Regions from separate parts of the Danio rerio genome. Here region 1 is linked to region 2. Evidence: chromatin contacts called from public Hi-C data. All regions are on one chromosome and are shown on one strand. The core of a region is the stretch at or near the end of the contact, and the rest is flanking DNA. Distances in the headings are between cores, read along the strand shown. Region 1 overlaps nfic (nuclear factor I/C). Region 2 overlaps nfic (nuclear factor I/C).

Region 1 (5,908 bases), core at 1,995-4,494, 150 kb after region 2:
TCAGGTTCTTTATTTGTTTTGCTAAATAGAAATGGAACACCATATATTTGATGGCTGTATTTTTTTATAGTGCAACTGTATTCATTTTGTTACAAAAACAATTTTGGACTGTCGTATACTTTGATGTGTTATTTCAACTCCAAATCCAAATATTGTTCAATAGACCATTTTAATGATGTGGTCATGTCATTGGTCCATGATAATTTTCCGCTTGTTATCAAACTATTTCATAACTGTAAAAATCATAACTTTTTGTTAGAAACAGCGATCATAACATTATTTGTTAATATGTGGCTCTTTTTGGATTCTCAGAAGCTATAGAAATTAAAAATGTAAAACAGGAAATAAGTTTGGGACCATTGTTTTTGTTTACATCCCTCAAAATGGTCTATGGCTAAAATCCACATCTATTTAGGATGAAAAGAATAAAGAAACAATCAAATCAAGGACAAAGGGAATATACAAAAATATTAATAAAAATGTGGTTTTATAAATTGTTCTGAATTCAAAAGTCTGCACCACAAGAGAAACTATAATGTTGCAAACACTTTTGATAAATTCACCAAAGAAAAATACAATTTCTGATTAATTCAAATCAAAATGGCAAATCTACTTATTTTTGTCTGTCAAACATAAAACAAGATACTTTAGCTAATGTTTATGTTGCTTTTTATACAGTTGAAGTCAGAATTATTAGCCCTTCTGTGATTTGTTTTTTTTTTTTCTTTTTCTTAAATGATCCAGAATCAAACAAAAAGTGCTCAGGGGTAGCTTAAACAATGTGTCGGTGCTCTAAAATAAGGGAAAAATATTTAAAGATTTAAATTTTTATTACAAATCTTTTAATATTTTTTCCACATTTTCCGAGTGCCTTGAACAGAATTTGCTGTTTATTTTTCAAATCATGTTTAACAGAGCAAGGAATTTTTAACAGTATTTCCTACAGTATTTTTTTTTTCTGGAGAAAGTCTTATTTATTTCATTTTGGCTAGAATAAAAGCAGTTTAAAATTTAAAAAACATTATCATTAGTGCCTTACGCAATTTCTTTTGATTGTCTATAGAGCAAACCACTGTTATGCAATGACTTGCCTTATTACCCTATCCTGCCTAGTTAAAAAGTTCAAAAGCCTTTAAACTTTAAGCATAATATTAGTATCTTGAAAAATATCTATTAAAATATTTTTTACTGTCATCATGGCAAAGATAAAATAAATCAGTTATTAGAAATGAGTTAATAAAACTATAATGTTTATGAATGTGTTGAAAAAACCCCTCTCTTTGTTAAACAGAAATTGGGGAAAGTATACTGGGGGGCTAATAATTCAGGAGGACTAATAATTCTGACTTCAACTGTACGTAGACCAGGGTCCTAAAAGTACAAAATAAAGTAAACAATATTGGTTATAAGTGAATAAATGTTAAAGCTTGTTTTTGTGTCTCCAGGTATCTCCCGGAGTCCACATCCCTCCTCGTCTCTGCACTTCCCAGGCACCCCCATTCTCCCCCAAACCGCCTCCACTTACTTCCCTCACACGGCCATCCGGTACCCGCCGCACCTCAGCTCTCAAGACCCGCTCAAGGACCTGGTCTCTCTGGCCTGTGACCCGTCCAATCAACAGCCCAGCCCAGTAAGATCATCCCACGAAGCTTCCAGACACAACTCATATGACTTTCTGCATTCATCACACTTACAGATGAGGGTACGTAAAAACAAATCCCGGCATCAGCCTCAATAAATCAGCAGCCATAATTCTGGTAGGAGCCCAATATGAGCCAGTCACAGCTCTGAGCCTGCCGTGTTACTCACTGGATGAGTCAGCTTGACAAATGATTTGAAATGTCGAATTTGTACTTTAAAGAGGTCATATCATAGGCTGTCCAAATTTGAACTTAAAAGTTAAAGACAAAAAAGTGTGGCTTTGATAATCATGTTGTGATATTGCTCAGATGACACGTCAAACAGACACGGTGCTCCTGCCGAATTTCCACTAGTTTTTCCTCCATTTTTTGGGTCCAGATAAACTGAAAATGAGCACTTTTGACTTCTCCCCCAACCTCTCTTTGGCCTGCAGATACCCATACTAGTGAATGCTGCTCTCTCATTGGCTGGATCGCTGATGTTATTTTCAGTCAGAACACAATTTACACAGCATGATTTGAATCGCAGACAGCTCCAGATATTTAGCATGCCAAATATCTCACGAGCATTGTCGACTTATTGGTGATTCTCTCATATCGCGCCCTTGATAGTTCACACTGTGTCGTTGTTACTCACATGAACATATGCAAATCAGTGCTTGATTTCAGGCATTTGTCTGCGATTTCACAAAACCTGTCGAGTCAAAATCGGGGCTAAAATCATGCAGTCTGAACTCGGCATAAGTGGAGGAAATGTGCTCATTTTGAATTCAACTGAATCATTTCTTAAAGAGACAGTTCACCTAAAAATGAAAATGTATCCTTTATTTGCCATCATCGTGTTGTTTTGTTTCATGTCTTTCTTTTGTGTATCGTAAAAGATTTTTTTAAAGAGACATGTATGGAGTCAATCTAGGGCCATATATACTTGCAACATGAAAGTTTTGCAAACAAGCAATAAAGTATTGAGCAAAAAATACGTAAAATAATGCAAATCTAAAGAAACCGCAAAGAGAAAATTGAGTTTTGAGAAAAAAAAAGGAATTTTGCAAACAAAAATAAAGAACTGCGAATAAAAATCAAGTAGTGCAAATTTATATATAATGTATGACTTTTTTCTTATGTATCCATAATTTACATGTTTCTTTGACAAAATAGTATTTAGTTATTAATATTTAGTTTAGGCCAACGCATACTATCAAAATACTATCACAGCGTGTATCTGGAATCATTTCAGAGCATGCAGTATAGTTTCGTACTTTAGCAGTTGGCTTAAAAGATTCACTTAATTCTACAGATCAGAAAGTGAAAGAGAGAGAGATAGAGAGTGGGAAAAAGCTCAAATTTACTGTTCTGGCAGAAAAAAAAAACCTCTGGGAAAACAAATAAATAATAATAAATCCATGTTATGACCTCTTTAAATTACACCAGAAAGGATGAATTACAAGATCAACTGATTACTTCCTGCGTCCTGTCTGTGTGTGTGTCTGTGAGCATGCAAGTGAGTGTTAGAGAGACAGACAGAAGGAAAAAGAGACAGATAAACAAGCCATCATGTGCCCTACATGGATCGTAGCCCATGTAATGTGAGCCAAAAACAGCTGACTGCTGCCTTGTAGAAGCACGCAGCCTCCACGCGGTCAGATTTCACCCTTTCCGTTAAAGCGACCTGCAGTCTAAACAGCGACATCCATCAGCCCTTTCACACACACACTCACAGACAGGAGCTCATCAGCTTCACATGGATGGGGGGGGGGCTTAGTCAGAGTCCAATCAAAAGGGCCACTTGAACTTTATGGAGATCTTCAGTAAAACAAAATTGACTTTACTTTGTTAGCACACACTGTTATTCTTGATGTGAATAATTAATCTGTGCAAGTTAATTAACTGAAAAAAAAACATTAGCTTGAATTCTCTGTCAGTTTGACAGCTTGGCCAGAATAACCACTACTCTCCGACCATTAGGTTGCTGTGAGTGAGAGATGGTGAGGAGGAATGCTAAAATAAAACATCGCCCTCTAGTCAGTATTGTGTTTTACTTGGATATGTGTCACAATACTAAAGTAAAATAGAAACTTTTGGTTCACATGGACTTTAATTGTGCATGCTTATTGCTGAAACCCAATCATTGAAGTCTATTAAAAGCACCAACAATCACCTCATTGGTAAATCTCTAGTACAACAGGTCCTGTCTACATAAGAAAAAAACATAGGGTAAATAACAACTAAATATCGAAAATACTTTCAAAACTTAAAACTTATTCAATACTAGAGATGGCTGACGTTTCGACACAGTTTCGAGATCTCGAAGCGCAAGTGTTTCGAAACACTGCACCGAAGCATGATCTGAAACACCCAAGTGACGTGACTAAAGTGTTTTGAAACCCCTGGTCACGTGACTAAAGTGATTCAAAGCATCGATCAGTTAAGAAGCGTTTCGAGACCTGGCGAATCTGCATGTAACTACCGGGGTCTGTTCCAATATCTGTCTCATATGGCCTGGAGGACTGTGCCTGTACAGGCTGTTACTATACTTCCAATGACTTTTGGGTTCGAATCCCGACTTGTACAAATACTCCTAAATCATGGTTTTATGTATTTTAATCATGTTTCTGTTTTATGGTGTAGCCTAAATAGATTACAGCTGCGGATACGCCATCAATAAAGCATCATTTTTGTAACACTAAAACAATAATACAAATTTTTACAGTACTGTGATGGTTGGGTTTAGGGTTTGGATAGACGTTAATGAAATACAATAAATGGGAAATTTAATGAATAATATAAATAATTCTTGATACCTTCTGGCCACAACTGTGTCTGATCTAGCAACAACCCTGTTTTAATACCAAAACAAGACATATTTATTCACTACGTGTTTATTCGGATGTCAGACCAATGTTGAAACAAAACGAAACAAGAACAAAGCATTACCAACTGGTATTAAAGCATTTCAAAATATCCCCGCATGGAAGTCAGAATCATTAACCGCTCCACTTAATCTCTTGAATAGATACTTCTACAAAGTGGGGTTTAATACCTCAATTTGCTAAAATGTTCTTGCTGAAGCTGTTTCAGTGCAATACATAAAAAATGACCACTAGTTGTCACCGTAGAGTGGGGTTTCGAAACGTTTCGACACATTTGCTTCGACTGTTTCAGTGTTTCATGAAGCCTCGCTTTGCCCACCACTATTCAATACTCACATTTGAGCAGCAACAGTAATGTTCTCAAAACAATCAGAAGCAGAGTGGATCAGTAGCCTAAGTTTACCATATGGTTCCCTCTACCAAACAAGACTCACTTGCTCTATGGTGAGCTGGAATATATCCAGTTCTCACTCCCCTCTAGTGCAACCCAGTGGCCTGTAGTAATATTGCAAACCTGTTTCTTACATCACAAGGATCTAAAACAACAATTAAAGCATGTAACGTTTGTTCGTTACACCCCTAACTTAAAGTTAAAGAGATTTAATTTACTTACATTTACTTAAATAAAAGCATACCAAACCATACCTTACCACAAGTATGTACATATCGCTCTCTGGTGGATACATCATTTGACACGTGTAACAAATTATCAACGTATGTTTGTCCAATGAGCCTGGGTTGCTTTTCATAAAAGAGTGCTCTCTTTATTCATACAATTGAAATAGAAGTTTTGTAATATTCTGATTGATTTAAGTAATTGGTCAAATTAATAATTTAACATAACACAGAAAAAATGAAAAGGCATATATAAAATTGTGCTTATGAAGGAAAACTATATCCCTTGAAATCAAAAGTTCATTTCATTCCCTGATTGTGGCTGTCATTTGAGTCCCATCACTCTCTCCAGCACATTCACCACTGGGATCTTTCTGCCTTCTCTCACTCTTTGGACCAAGAGCTAGCTCTGACTGGATTGTCTCATTCTGACAGTGACATACAGAACCAACAGAAAGTGTGAATGACTTTTCCTCAGGGGTGCCTGTAGGAGAGTCATGTGCCATCCCCACGTCAGACCGAGAGCCTGAGAGAACATGAAATACGGCCAAGAAGTAGGAAATCTCAGTGTCTAGAGGTGTTGCTGATGTTGGCACATAAACGGGGAAAGAAAGAAAGAGAGAGAGAGAGAGACGCGCACATTTCTGAATCTTGCCCTGTGGCAGCCGGGCTCAGCCGATTCTGTAGACTCATTGAAATTCCCAGTACTGCAGTCTGACCGTAGCCAAGCAGTCACAAAGAACAGCCGCACCGACCCACAATGCCGCTGACTCACTCACCAGC
Region 2 (6,088 bases), core at 2,629-5,128:
CAAAAACTAATCCTAATGAGTACTGTGAACTTACTTTATTTAAGTTGAAGTAATGAGGTATTTAATTAACCCATTACCTTCAACACTGAGTTCAAAACTCTTTTCAAATGAGTAGAATTAACTTTACGTCACATTTCAGTTAACTACACTCATTTGATTTGATAAAGTTGACTGTTGGGTTTTACAGTGTAAAAAAATATTTTTTTGTTTACTTAGAATTTTTGTCTTGTTTCTAGACTAAATGTCTTCATTTCAAAGCGAAAAAAGATTATTTTACTTACCCCACCGGCAAATCATTTCACTTGTTTTAAAGAAAATGCTTAACTTTAACTTATTTCTCTTCTCAAGTTGAAAACAAAACAGTATTTCTACTTGATCTAAGATTTTTTTTTTTTTGATATTTGGACTAGAAACGGGACAAAGCAAAATACGAAAGGTTTTTATTGCATTGTGATTATTCAATTTCTGAAAACCAGAAAACCATCAAATAGTGCCATTTAAACCATCTTGTAAAACTGTATTCATATCGCGATATATATCACAGAAAAATAAGATATCCCAATATCAGATTTTTCAATATCGTGCAGCCCGACTCAAGACAGTTGTGGAGAAATGAAAACTTTGACATATGCAGTGTGGTCAGTCCGCTGGTTTCTCTATTAATGCCGTCCATCCCATTGCAACCATTTTATCACGTGATTTGTTAAAACAGTCATATGACTTTTTTAATGGGCATACTGGAATTTATTTAATATGAAACCTTTTTCCATTTTCCATCCTTCTTCTATTGCTTCAAGGTGCATTTCCCAAACTCGCATACTGTATAGATGTTTTGAATGGTGGACAGGGGTCATCAGGCACTCTGATTGGTCGATGTCTGGCTGCACAGCCTTAGAGTGCAATAGCTTATCTGTCATGACACTTTCCTCTCATAACCTTAATTACAATTTTGTCTGACCTTAGCCACAGTAACCTTCTCTTAGGTCAGACCAGACCTCATACAGTAATCTTTGCTGCCCTTTTATGCATTAGTGAGTCTGGAGATCTCAACATTGCTGCTTTGTAGTTTGTTATCCTTGAACTACTGCTGGTAAATTCTCACCACTGCTGACCAGGATTAACCCACAAGCCTTGCCATTTCAGAGATACTCTGACCGAGTCACCTCACCATAAAAACGCTTACCCTTATCAGAGTCACTCAGATTTGAATAGCTGCCTTCTCTTGTACCTAACACATCAATTACAAGAACTGATTGTTTGCTTACCATCTAATATATCCATACCTTAATACATGGCCTTGTTAGGAGATGATCAACGATGTTCACTTCTAGTGTGACTGTTCGACTGTTCATAATGTTTTGCCTTTTCAGTGTATAATGCTGCTATTATTTTTCTTATTTACATGTATTAACAATATTATACTTTTTAAATAGGTTAGGTATTTGCTCCAAATTTCCTCATTTTCCTTTGTCCCTTATTTATCATTGGTCGGCACAGTGGAATTAACTACTAGAGATGGGAAAAGTACACACAACCTTTACTCAAGTAGAAGCACCTGTACAGATACGCATGTTTCAAATGACTCCGGTAAAAGTTGAAGTACTAATTACACTTTTGTAAGTAAGAGCAAAGAAGTACGGCCTGAAATATGTACTTAAGGAAAAAGTATTCATTACTACATGTTTTAATTTTACAAGGTAAATATCCGCTTTCCTACCATGTATCATCATCCTAACTCAAGCTCATCGCGTTTATCATGTAGTTTTGCAGCTGTCGGATCAAAAACAATAGCTGCCGTTTGCAGAATGTTCATACACTAAAAATAAATCTGTAGGCCTGTGTATCTTATAAATATTGATTTACATTTTACAATGAATTCTGTCCAAAATATGTTGAATTTTTAAAATGTAATATTAAATTTTTTTATTGAATATATTGAAAAAATATGTTCTTTTGATAAAATAAATACTTATCATATTCGACTGCAAACTATATATATATATATATATATATATATATAATTATTTTTTATTTTTTGCTTTAGCAGTTCTCATACATAGTCTGTTATTTTAGTGTGTTTTTTCAGGGTATTGTGGATATTTACTTTTGGTATTGTAAAACATTTGTTAAAAAAAGAATCGAAGATTAATATCCTATATGTAAAATCATATATTCACAAAAAAATCTATATAAAAAAAAAACTATCAGGAAATATGAACTCATTAGAAATAAAGGAAATAAATCGGTCACACTTTACAATAAGGTTCATTAGCTAATGTTAATTAATGCATTTACTAACATGAACAAACAATGAACAATACATTTACTACTGTATTTGTTCATGTTAGTTAACGTTAGTTAATGAAATTACAGCAGTTCATTGTTAGTTCATGTTAACTCATGGTGCATTAACTAATGTTAACAAGCATGACCTTGGATGTTAATAATGCATTAGTAAATGTTCAATTAGGATTAATAAATGCTGTCCATGTGCTGTTCATGATTAGTTCATGTTAGTAAATGCATTAACTAATGCACCTTATTGTAAAGTGTTACCAATAAATCTTAATGCATAAAGTTTTTATAAAGTATTTGATTGTTTTAGAACTAAATGTACAAATCTTTAAAAAAGCGGTATTAGATTTAAGGACCAGAGAAAGTTACATGATATATTTTGGAACCGGAAAGTGTCTCTTTTGCTCTCTTGTTTACCTGTGATCTTGTTTTGCTGTGATCTGATCAAGCAAATTGTGTCTTATTGCCGTGCAAACAGGGCAGCATCAGTCATTTAAAATTCGCTGTATTCCTCTGTCTCATCTGCATAGTCATCTTGGCTTTCTCATAGTAACCTAATTTTCATAAACTAGCCAACATAAGGCGCGTGATAGCCTTGGATGAAAAAGCCACACGCTCCAGCGCGCAGACGTGCTGTCAGTCTTTTTTGTCATTGCACCAAAAAAGGCGCTCAAAATGGGCACTGACAAGAAATAATATAGATCGCACCAACCAATGCATGAAAACAAAAGTAACGAGCCTGATTTAGAAATTCAAGGAGAAGAAAGTACTGATATAAGTGTACAAATGTAAGGAGTAAAAATAAAAAAGTTTTCAAAAAAATTAAAAAGTGTAAGAGTAAAATACAGATACCAAAAAAAAATTTACTTAAGTGCTGTGATTAAGTATTTGTACTTCATTACTTCCCATCTCTGTGAACCACCAACTATTCTGTCATGTTTTATTCAATGGATGTCTTTCCAGCTGCAACCCAGTACTAGGAAACAAAATGATTTGATACCTGAATAAAAATACCTGACAAAAAACAACAGGGTTTTAAACCGTTTTAAAACAGTCATGGGTATTTGCTAACTCATGCATATGTTTTTTCAGCAACTTGAATTGTTAAAATTAAAATCTATATTTGCATATAGTGAACATATGCATATATTCAGCAATCCAGTGTAGACTTGCTGATTTGTGAAATGTTTTCTGTCAAATCTGATAATGTCCTTTCGAATGCCCTGAAGTTCCCACTTAGCTTGTAGTTATCGTTACTGTCATTTTTGATTTCACCACCTCTTTAGGGGATAGAGAACATAACGGATCCATTAATTTTTGCTTTGTCTCATGGCGGATCCATTCCGATGTGCACTTTGACCTCCTTTTCAGGTCTGAGGTGCGTTTTTATTCCCACTTTACACATATTACAGATAAACAAGAATCAAAGGTGTCAGAACTATAGGCTTCAGAATCAGATATATGTAAATGTGTGTGTGTGCGTTCGTGGGTGTGTATGTTTGCACACTACAGGCCTAGACAGATATCTCTATGAATTAGGATTGGAGCCAAACAGAACAGTGCTGGGAAAGCAAGAGGACACGTCAACACTTGGCTATGACCTAATATGACTCTGTTTTGCTACATAGCAAAAAGTGGGGCAGTGGCTTTTGTACGCAACATGTGTCCAGAGCAACATGCCAGTCCTGTGTCAGTTGGTTTTGTTAGTTATTTTCCTTTAGAAATAAGATTTGTGAGGTTTCTTTTGTGAGTTCTTGAAGAGATGTGTGCTTAAGCCTTACATTTACTTTGATGTTTTTGTACTTTTTACAGTGTGTCTGATAAATGTCACACAGCTAACCATATGCAGTGCAGTGTACAATATCAAGGATTATTAATATCATTATTATTTGACAGTTATATTAGGAAATATCTTCTGTTTCTGAAGTATGCTTATATTTAGTATCACTTTGATTGGGAATAGTATTTATTATTGAAAACATTTTGTTGTCAATGTGGTGGTGCAGTGGGTAGCACATTCACCTCATAGCAAGAAGGTCGCTGGTTTAAGCCTCAACTTGGTCAGTCTGTGTTTCTGTGGGGAGTTTGCATGTTCTCCCTTTGTTTGCGTGGGTTTCCTCAGGGTGCTCCAGTTTTCCCCACTAGTCCAAAGACATGCGGTACAGGTGAATTGGGTGAGCCAAATTGTCTGGTGTGTGTGTGTGTCTGTGTGTGTCTGTGTGTGTCTGTGTGTGTGTGTGTGTGTGTGTGTGTGTGTGTGTGTGTGTTTGAATGAGTGTGTGTGGATTTTCCCAGTGATGGGTTGCAGCTGGAAGGACATCGGCTGTGTAAAACATGTGCTGGACAAATTGGCTGTTCATTCCGCTTTGGTGACCCCAGATTAATAAAGGTACTTAGCCGAAAAGAAAATGAATGAATGGATGAATGAATGGAAACATTTTGCTCAAGTAAATGGTAATTTTTTTTGGTTTACATATTTTATTATTAGAAATGTTAGCAGACATTCACTTGCAATACACATTTAAAAAAAATGATGAACATAAAACGTACATTTTAACAATTAGACAAAAGAAAAAAACTAACAGTTGTTGTACCTGTGTGAGTCTCGAAGGTTTTTTGGAAACTCCAAATGTAATTAACATAGGATCTGGTTTAATCGGAATGTCTAATGTATCTAAAAAAAACTTGAAATTCTTTGTTCCAGAAACTCTGTAGTTTGGGATTGAAAACAGGAGTGAGACAGGTTGGAATCGAAAAACAATGGTAGAACTGAACGATTTGACCTAAAATCAAAATTTCCATTAATTAAACATTTTAACTTTCTTTCGATTAATGAACGATTATTTAATTTATTTATTTAACAAGTTTTGTACATATGCTCATATTATAAGTGAGGGTTTTTTAAATGAAGAGTGGATTAATTGATTTTAAAATTATTGAAGAAGCACACACTATGTGCTATGATTATTTATTGAACATCAACGCTGAACAACCGAAATTGAAACACGCATTGCCTAAAACCAAGTCCCTTTTTTTCTTATAAAAAAGTGAAAATAAATAACTTGCACTTTTGGAAACAAAAGTAATTATTTTCAGTGCTATTTATTTATATATTTAAAGTAGAATATAAGCAGTACAAATCTTGTATAAATCATTTTTTAAACTTGAGTGCTCTGTAAACAAACATTTTAATGTAAATAAAAATTTTATTGTTATGGAATATGTCGTCTCTGGCGCAGCTTAAAAACCTTGTCAATGTAGTGAAATCTTGCGACTTGTAGAAGTATAATGTAGCCTTAACAGAGCGGTGTCACATGACTCCACTCCAAAAATTTTATCTATTATAGGTTCTGAATGTTGATTCTCACAACAAAGTTTGAGATGGACTTATTGGCTAGCTTTTTTTTTTTTTTAAACGATGCTTTAAAAATTAATAAGTGTGTATATACAGTTGAAGTCAGAATTGTTAGCCCCCCTGAATTATTAGCCCCCCTGTTTATCCCCCCCCATTTCTGTTTTACAGAGAGAAGATATTTTCAACAGATTTCTCAACATAATAGTTTTAGTGACTCATTTTTAATAACTGGTTTATTTTATCTTTGCCATGATGACAATAAATAATATTTGACTAGACTTTTTTTAAGACACTAGAATTCAGCTTAAAGTGACATTTAAAGGCTTAACTAGGTTAATTAGGGTGATTTGGCAAGTTATTGTATAACGATGGTTTGTTCTGTAGACTGATCCAAAAAATATATAGCTTAAAAGGGCTAATAATTTTGACCATAAAATT

What was found. Hi-C and Micro-C count contacts between places; a contact is called where the count stands out from the background.
Region 1: a Hi-C map of embryo shows a contact between it and region 2, with 1.9 times the contacts expected there. The contact joins two enhancer-like sites. A contact is called at or near these places in 1 of 18 Hi-C or Micro-C datasets (embryo) and 2 of 4 datasets of contacts at active chromatin or transcription factors (caudal fin and pancreas).

What each region holds. Positions count from the first base shown.
Region 1 is chr8:22,651,992-22,657,899 of GRCz12tu, forward strand. It overlaps nfic (nuclear factor I/C), which reads left to right. Exons shown (of 10, transcript XM_073910297.1): 8 at 1,446-1,630. It also overlaps a transcript of si:ch73-196i15.3 not described here. Among named protein-coding and RNA genes, the nearest start is that of smim24, 54 kb to the right of the region's middle. Within about 2 kb of position 3,245, at least 10 of the 62 cell types and tissues checked have an H3K27ac peak or open chromatin away from gene starts, as enhancers often do.
Region 2 is chr8:22,504,848-22,510,935 of GRCz12tu, forward strand. The region is part of intron 2 of nfic (nuclear factor I/C); the gene reads left to right. Among named protein-coding and RNA genes, the nearest start is that of nfic, 51 kb to the left of the region's middle. Within about 2 kb of position 3,879, at least 13 of the 62 cell types and tissues checked have an H3K27ac peak or open chromatin away from gene starts, as enhancers often do.